Regions from separate parts of the Mus musculus genome. Here regions 1 and 2 are each linked to region 3. The links are chromatin contacts, called in public Hi-C maps. All regions are on one chromosome and are shown on one strand. The core of a region is the stretch at or near the end of the contact, and the rest is flanking DNA. Distances in the headings are between cores, read along the strand shown. Region 1 overlaps Smyd3 (SET and MYND domain containing 3). Region 2 overlaps Smyd3 (SET and MYND domain containing 3). Region 3 overlaps Kif26b (kinesin family member 26B).

Region 1 (2,700 bases), core at 67-2,566, 360 kb before region 3:
TTGAAAAAGAGCAAGGAGAGGTGGTGAGAGAGTCTGGAGGGAGAAAAGGGATGTGGAGATATAATATAATTATATTATAATCTCAAAAAACAAAGAAGTCCTCAGAGATCTGGTCATGGTGGCCATGCCTGTAACCCCCACAATCCCGAGGCTGAGGGAAGAAGACGTTGACTTGGAGGTCAGCCTGGGGAACCAGGGGCTGGGTACAGCTCAGGTAGAGAGAGAGCCCTTGCCAGTGTCAGCAATTGTTTGCTTTGCAGCGTTTCTGGGACCAGCAGTGGGAGTGGTGGGTGGTGTCTGCAGATTCTCAGAGATTCCGCAGGGTGAGTTGGCTTTTGTCTTGGCTATACTTGCATGTGAATTTTGTCTCTGCGTTCCTGTATGGCACTTAGGGCTCCATGGAGCAATAGCCATTTCATCTTAGTGAGGAAAACCGGGAAGTAAAGAGCCTTAGAGGGTACTTACAGTGTGTGTTTTAAGCAAATTCCCCCAAGCTTCACACAATATTTCTATTTAGCAAATGTCTAAGATTCAAAACATTGAGGTGAAGGAAGAAGGGAGAATAAAGGAGAGCAACCAGCATTCCGTATTGCCGGGGAGTGTCGTCAAATACAGGCTTGTAAGTATTTCTCAGGCTGAAGGCTGGGGCAGGAAATAGACACAGAAGTCAAGGCCCCATTGTTCTGCTGTGTTGTGTTGGTGCTGGGGATGGACCTCGGGCCTCACACACACTAGGCAAGCTCTTCTGAGTCATTGCCTCCCAGCATAACTCTCTTCCCACTGTCTCTCCTCACTACCACTCCTGAGAGGGACAGCCATGGCTGCAGGGCAGCTCATTCAGGTCGCCCTGTGGCAGGCAAGTGACTGCCCCCCCCCCCCCCGCATACACACACCTGTACATATGCTGCATTTCATCCCTGACAATCCCTTTCATTTGGAAGATGTATGTTTGGGTTAAGGTTGTTGGTACTCGTCATCTGGGAATGCACTAGAAATCTCGGTATCGAAATGTTTAGCTTCTTAGATGAGAGAAGCCCTCTAGGAGAATGAGCAGACATCTCACTAAAGGGGAGAAAAGATGTCATGCCATTGTTTGGGGGATATAAAGACTTAAAACACACACACACACACACACACACACACACACACACACACACAATTATTCATGTTCTCAGTGGGGGAAAAAATCAGGAAGTTGCTGGCTGCATACAGGACAAAAGGGCCCTTCCCTCCTCCCACCAATCTCCCACAGTTCCTCCATCCCGGCCTCCTGGGAGGGAACCCAGGGCCTCACACTTCCGTGACAAGTGGGAACTGTCTCTCAGCAGCAAGTCTTTACAGTGTTTCTCATTACTGTCACTCCTGAGTGGACACAGCCATGCCCGTTCTCTCCAGTGTCAAGGAAGGGACTGGAGCTTTGCCTCGCACAGCCTGACATGGGCCTCACAGTTCAGATTGTGCGCGAATGCATTTCAGTCACAAAATGAACAGCTCCTTGAGAGAATGAAATTATCAAGCTGAGCTGCCAGGCTGGATCTGGCCTTCTGTTCAGCCAGGCTTGGAGAGGTTTCTGACTGTGGGTGAGCCTGCCTGCTATACTCCCGTTAAACAGAAGAGGGCGGCAGAGAGACTGATTAGAAAACCCACTTCCTTATTTGCTTCCCTCCAATGCAAGCTCTTGTGCAGTGTATACTGATAGGAAATGAAAATTGAAATTAGCACCTTTTATTTTTTTCAACACCAAGTGATTAGAGAAAAGTTTAAAGTAACACAACCCAGATTTCTTCCCGCCAGGCCCCCCCCCCCCATACTGATGTTGCCAAGAGGACTAATACTAGGGGATTTTGATGTTCACAGATGTGACAGTCAAATGCAATGGATTATTTGTTGCAGGTAAATAACCCTGATGGGTCTTGGCTTTCTCCTGGCATTCCATGTGCTTGTATAAAAAGCATGCACTCCCATGTGTTTTGATGGCTTATCGCAACGCATTTGCCCGCTGGAATTAAAGGGTCCCTAAGGAAAGCTGTTTCATTTCTTGCTAAGACAAAGGAACGTTAATGCCATTTGACTTAATTTTGGTTTGGCACTGGCTTTGTTTTTAAAATATTGTTTTTACAACCCTGTTCTTTTGATGATAGAATTAGTGTCTAAGCTGGCTGATTGGGTGGCTTTAGGCCCTTGACCTTTAAAATGTGACGTAATTGAAGTCATGTTTATCTGAGGAGGATGGTTTATGCTCACACACTGTACGTGAACTCTGGCTGGCTTCTCATTAATATTCTATCTTTTTTTATCTCTGGTCTAGGACAGCTGCATACCCCAGGGCTTCTTTCTGATATTTTAGTATTTTCTGGTTTTAAGGTTAAGGACAGTGAGTAGTCCTAGCAGGTAGCCCTTGCTCCACTGTGACTCATGGGGTCAAGTTATTGGTAGTCCTCCATAAGGAAAGCGAGGAGCCCACTGTGACATTTTATATTGTGATAAATTTAATCTATTGGTGGCTTGTCCTTACGGCCCCACTTTATAGATAAGCTATGAATGAAGTAACTGGTCTCAATGCTGCTTTCAAAGTGAGAAGTGTCATTGTCCAAGGGGAAGGGCATGTGGCATGGCCTGATGGCTTAGCGTGGAAAATGAGTGTGTGTGCTTATGTGACAGCCATGACCCCCTCAGGACCTGGGCTTCTAGCTTGTTTCT
Region 2 (2,700 bases), core at 164-2,663, 270 kb before region 3:
CGAGAGGTCGGGGTTCGAGAGATGGGGCTCGGCATTTGTCATCTGTTTAAAGGTTGCTCAATGCAAGCACCAGGAAGACTTTGGCTGAATCCAGTCTCCTTTTGGTTTATTGTGTTTTACTCTCCCAGGGATAAAAAGAACCCAGGGCTTTCCGTGTGTTCCACAAGCACTTTGTCACACAACTGTACCCATGGATTCTTTTGAAAATAACCTTAAGAGTAGTCAGAATTATACATGGTTTGTGTATCACAGCCCACTTTCTGTACATATTTCCTCAATTTATGGGAGAAAGGCGGGTCTTTCTCGGTCTCTCTCTCTCTCTCTCTCTCTCTCTCTCTCTCTCTCTCTCTCTCACACACACACACACACACACACACACACTCATAAACTATGTAACATCTTTGTATGCCAGGCCTCCACCACACATCCTTTCACCTGTGCAGTCAGTGTTCATTGTTTTCTGTTTGAGAAGGACTAGCAGTAAGTAAACGGGCCATTAGGGTGTATTGTTTTGTTTCCTTGTAATATCCTTTCGACTCTGCCTCCTCCTTTTGTCCTCCAGCCTGGCCTGGTGACTGCTGGCTTTCAGCATGCTGGAGGACTGGAACTCCCCAAGGCTGCATTCATCTCCTCGAGTTCACATTATCTTGTCTTTGCTTCCGTGGCAGCCTCTGTATGGAGATGGAGTGCTGTCTCCTGTAGATGAGCAAACCAGAGCTTAAGGAAGTTGTCTAAATCTTGACAGGGAGTGAGCTGAGGAATTAGGATTGCAAATCAAGTCCAGGTCGTGATGATGAAATTGCTCCACCATATGCCGACCGCTTCTCAGCCTCCAGAGCTGTTTTGGTTACCGTAAGGAAAAGCTGTGCTGTGTATCTTGGTTCTTGGGGCAATGAGAATAGTTTATGGTCTTTCTGTTGGACTATCAGTTGACAAAAAGATAGGAGGAGTTTATATTTGTTAAACATCTCCCTCTTTTTTCCTCCCCTCCCCGCCCCCCAGCCCTCCCTTTCTTTTCCTTTTCTGACAGGGTTTTACTATACAGCCCAGACTAGCCTCAAACCCTGAGTTCTCCTGTCTCAGTTTCCTGAGTGCTAGGCTAGGGTTGCAGTTATACCCCCAACACGCCTGGCCTTTATTTATGTTGCTGTGGCTTCTATTTATTAAATAAATGATATTATCGCTTTTGTTTTGTTTCTGGTAGCACCTGTACCGCGTGGGCCTCCCAGGGAAACAGTATTTCCTTTCACTGTATCTTATGGTCCCCCCTCCCCCCACACACACACACAGATCCACACATCTTACCAGTTGGCCCATCCACAGCTCAACCAGGCCTCAACCTTACATAGCCTTCAGGGTGACCTCTGATTCTCAGGGCTCCTGAGAGCAGAGCATCCCACAGCATGAGGAAGCCCGAGAGCCCGAATGCGTTACTTTGTTTAAATTCTTGCCTTGAAGTTCCTTTAGTGAAGGAGCCAGATTGGCAATCCTACGAGAAACAGTTGTGTTTCTTAGTTACGCTGTAATGGAGGGACTATAATTCATGGCCATTAAATTGCTTCCTTTGAAGTATAAGAAAAACCAGAACAACATTTACGGTCCTTTAACCCACAGGATTACAGTACACATGAATTAAAGTCAAATGTGTTATGAACTCTCCTGGTACTGTGGCTGGCAGGACTCCATCCGCACCCCTCACTCATTAACTGGTTGACTTTCAAGTAGAAACTGGGCTGGCGGATGGGTTGAGAGTCAGGATTTCAGAAGGGTTTCCCCTTCTCTCAGTTAGAAGCAAGGAATGTAACTCTGGCAGCTCAACTAAAAATTGAGACTTGTTACTTCTCTGAGAGATCTGTTCAGAAGGCAGCAGAAAGGAAATGAACTTGTAGCATTCCCTCTGCTGATAGGATACCTTGTCTCATGAAATCCTCGCACCACACCCATCTCACACACAGGCATGAGACTAACAAGTCTGTGGTTCTGGATTCCAGTTCAGACCTAAGCCAAACAGAGTATGAACTTTAGCACCCCCCACCCTGTTTTGCTCCCCAGAATCAGTAACAGAAGACACAGAAATACTGATGACACATTTGGGACCCATGTTTTATATGGCCTCAAACTCAGAAATCCGCCTGCCTCTGCCTCCTGAGTACTGGGATTAAAGGAGTGCGCCACCACGCCTGGCTTACACTGTCGTCGTATTTCTTATTGGGGAGTTTCATGCGGAAATTGTGGGTGGTAAAAAGCCGCAGAAAATGGATATTAGGACCTAGTTAGTGACTATATCTGAGATAGCTATACCTCACGTGTATGCTAAGCCTGTGTTATTGTCTTATGACTTTTTTCACTGAATGTCTCGATAAGGAGCCAACACAAAAGGGTAACTATGGAATGGTGTTGAAGTCAGACTGTAGCTATGCCTCCCTTGTCTTGAGAAGTAACCTATAAGACATCAAGATCTGTGAGCATGTTTATTGATAAGAGCGTTCTGTCACCCTAACTTAGTGCCTGGAGTCTTTTCAATGTGGGTTTGATCCTGTATGGTTCTGAAGAGGTCATTAAAAAATAATAATTCCACCACTCCACTAGATGGCACTGTGGTCGCATAGATACACTAGATGCCCCACTGTGGCTCCTGAGAGTGGGTAAGAGCATCCTGTTGGGATGCCCTGAAGCCTAATGGAGTGAGAACTGGTATGT
Region 3 (2,700 bases), core at 138-2,637:
ATGCACACTACAGAGATTTCTAAAGGACACTGGAAGGGTCCAGGTTCCCTGATCAGAGGCTAAGCAGGGTCAGGCTTTGAGAGTTGGGTATAATATTGTTTCTGGGGCATCCTCATTCACAGAAATGACCTAGCTGGTAGGAGCCAGGTATTTATCAGAGACTCCTATCTAAGATGGGGCGTTTTGGGAAGCATACTGCAGGAAACTGGCAGAACGGACTTTCCGGATATGAACCGGGAGAGCCACAGAGAGATCCCTATGTTAAACAGCAAAGGGAAGACTCCCTGCCCCCTTAAAAGGCCTGACTTCCTGAAAAGGCAAATAAGAACTTCTCTCAGCTTCCATAGTTCTAGCAATTCTATCACGGTTCTAATTAGAAATCGGTTACTAGTTTTTCCCACAGCACTGCTAATCCGGCTGTAAAGCAGTGCCAGAAACACAGTTTATAGAGCCATAAACAGCCCCTGTAATGGCTGCAGCTATTTGTGCACAGCAGTAAATATTTCAGTTTGTTGTTAAACAAAAGAAAGACTGTACTTTTTTTTTTTCATTCTTGAAAGAGGCATCAAGAAAGTGGATTCAATCTCCCCCAAAATGCTATGACAATTGCAGTTCCTGCTCATTGTCAATTAGATTCAAGGTACAAATATTTAGGTTGGGTGAGCAGATGGCCCCACAGCTGCAGGCCATAAAGTTCCCGTCCACTTTAAAGTAAACACTCATAAGCATTTCCCAGTTTACATGGTAAATGATTCCAGGTCTGAGATGCCCCATCCTCTGAAGTAGAGAGGAGTCACCCCCAGCTAAGTCAAACTTCCAAAGCAGCCAGTCACCTGTGTGCCACAGATGGGGTCTTCACAGAGGTACACGCCTGGGGACTGCCCGTCCTGTAGGCTGCCCGTGGCCACCTCAGACAACAGGTCTCGAAGGTTCTCCTCTTTTCCCCACACCTCAACGGCTGAGATGCGGACTGAGAATCGGGCCCCCGTCTTCTCTTTGCGCTCATTGATAAGCTTGAACAGCCAAGAAATAGCACATGGAATAATGCCCAGGTTCTGCATAGAGTCGTCCCTTCCGATCATGGTGTAGGATTTCCCTGTGGGAGCAGGGGAAGAGAGACACACAGACATCACTCATTAGAGCTTCAAAAAGCAGATGCTGAGGATACAGGAGGAAGGTGTGGGGAGTGGGACGAGGGCAAGCTAAAGAATGAAAAGACCGGAAAAGTAGCAAACATTTCCTTATACTGGAGGTGAAGCAGCTATAAAAGAATGTGAGAGCCCAAACAAATGACAGGGTGAAGTCACAAGGGGCCTTGCAGAGGACCTCAAACAGGCTATCTGCCTTTGGGCTTGTTCTACATGAAGTAGGAAGCTGGGGCTTTTCATCACGATTACAGTCCTTTTTATAGCTACCCCACAGATTAAATCCACACATGCGTGCTTTATATCCTTTCTCAAGTTAAATGCTGGTTTGCTTTGGTTTTGTTTTGTTTTGTTTTTAATAGCATGAGCAAATTCCATTAAAATCGGGACCCCTGCTTTGATCTGTGATCAAGAAGTGAAGAAAGGAGTGGGGGTGGGGTGGAATGGGCTCTCTGTCACAGGGGAGAGGTCTCTGTGTCCTCTACAAGGCTCTGGGATGATTTCTTCTACCAAGAAGCTTCCGAAATTGCTAACTCTTTCTGTACATCTGACAAGGCCTGGGAGGCAGAGAGATCAGGACTGGAAAGAGAATGTAGCAGGGGATTTAAGCCAATGTTTTGCAGCGCTAGTTGGTGGCTTCTTTCTCAAGTGCTGAAACGGGGAGGACTTTTCACAGGGAGCACTCCTCACAGGGCTGGATGTTGGCCCAAGGACAGCTTTGGTTTGCTTCCCCCATGTGGGACTCTGCTTGGAGATTCCTCCATTGGCTCCACCCACCCGAATCTGCTTCCCAGACATCCATCCCATGATCAAGACAGACATGAACACCTTCCCTGCTTCTCTACTCCCTGGGCTTGACTATGACCTTGACCTATGACCTCGTTATCCTGTTATTCCCCTCTTGGAGTTGAAGCTGTCTTATGGGAATAGGTCTGTCCACTTAGGACTGACATTGTTTCAAAGTCAGGCATGGTTGTTCTTTATCACTCAGTTTGGTACCAAAAGGGAACTTAGCCTGCCCTCGCATCGAGGAATCTAGAACCAATATCGAGACAGGAATGAGGTTACCTAGTGATCAGCACAAGACAGAAGTCAAGTTTCCACTCACCTAGCTTGGCATGGCCAAAACAGAACACACAGCCATCTGCCCCGTTCACCACAGACTGGATGACTTCGGCCACAGTTCCAGCACAAACTTCAGCCTGGAAGACACAAGACAAGGCACTCGATAAATGCACCGCGCAGCACCTAAGGCACCTCAATGACATAGAAGTGACTCTGCCTTCCTGGGGCTTGGAGTCCTAGCATCACCACAGTCCCAGATGGTCCAGCCTCTGCCACTTAAAAACACTGGGGACTTTCTACCCATGTTATCAGTGAAACACACTGAATACAAACCTTCCTTTAGCACTCTCCAGTCTTAAAGTAGGTACAGGCTGCAGTGAGAGAATGGGATGGGTTCTGGACCCTTGTCCCCTCTGTCAGCCTCCTCAGCAAGGAACTTGACTCTCTATTGTCTCTCTGTCCACCAGAACCTTACACACACACACACACA

The links. A called contact is a pair of places that touch in the nucleus more often than the background predicts.
Region 1: a Hi-C map of uterus shows a contact between it and region 3, with 6 times the contacts expected there. The contact joins two enhancer-like sites. A contact is called at or near these places in 2 of 484 Hi-C or Micro-C datasets (palatal mesenchyme and uterus).
Region 2: a contact with region 3 is called in a Hi-C map of uterus, with 5 times the contacts expected there. The contact joins two enhancer-like sites. A contact is called at or near these places in 5 of 484 Hi-C or Micro-C datasets (cerebral cortex, nephron progenitors, reprogramming fibroblasts and 1 more) and 1 of 9 other capture datasets (embryonic stem cells).

The regions. Positions count from the first base shown.
Region 1 is chr1:179,231,142-179,233,841 of GRCm38.p6, reverse strand. The region is part of intron 5 of Smyd3 (SET and MYND domain containing 3); the gene reads left to right. Among named protein-coding and RNA genes, the nearest start is that of Gm31349, 96 kb to the left of the region's middle. Within about 2 kb of position 1,316, at least 46 of the 459 cell types and tissues checked have an H3K27ac peak or open chromatin away from gene starts, as enhancers often do. A contact at or near this core is called in uterus, where this site is marked.
Region 2 is chr1:179,142,279-179,144,978 of GRCm38.p6, reverse strand. The region is part of intron 5 of Smyd3 (SET and MYND domain containing 3); the gene reads left to right. Among named protein-coding and RNA genes, the nearest start is that of Gm31349, 180 kb to the left of the region's middle. Within about 2 kb of position 1,413, at least 29 of the 459 cell types and tissues checked have an H3K27ac peak or open chromatin away from gene starts, as enhancers often do. A contact at or near this core is called in uterus, where this site is marked.
Region 3 is chr1:178,868,993-178,871,692 of GRCm38.p6, reverse strand. Kif26b (kinesin family member 26B) reads right to left here. Exons shown (of 15, transcript NM_001161665.1): 7 at 2,254-2,347; 8 at 834-1,096. Among named protein-coding and RNA genes, the nearest start is that of Gm46249, 94 kb to the right of the region's middle. Within about 2 kb of position 1,387, at least 8 of the 459 cell types and tissues checked have an H3K27ac peak or open chromatin away from gene starts, as enhancers often do. A contact at or near this core is called in uterus, where this site is marked.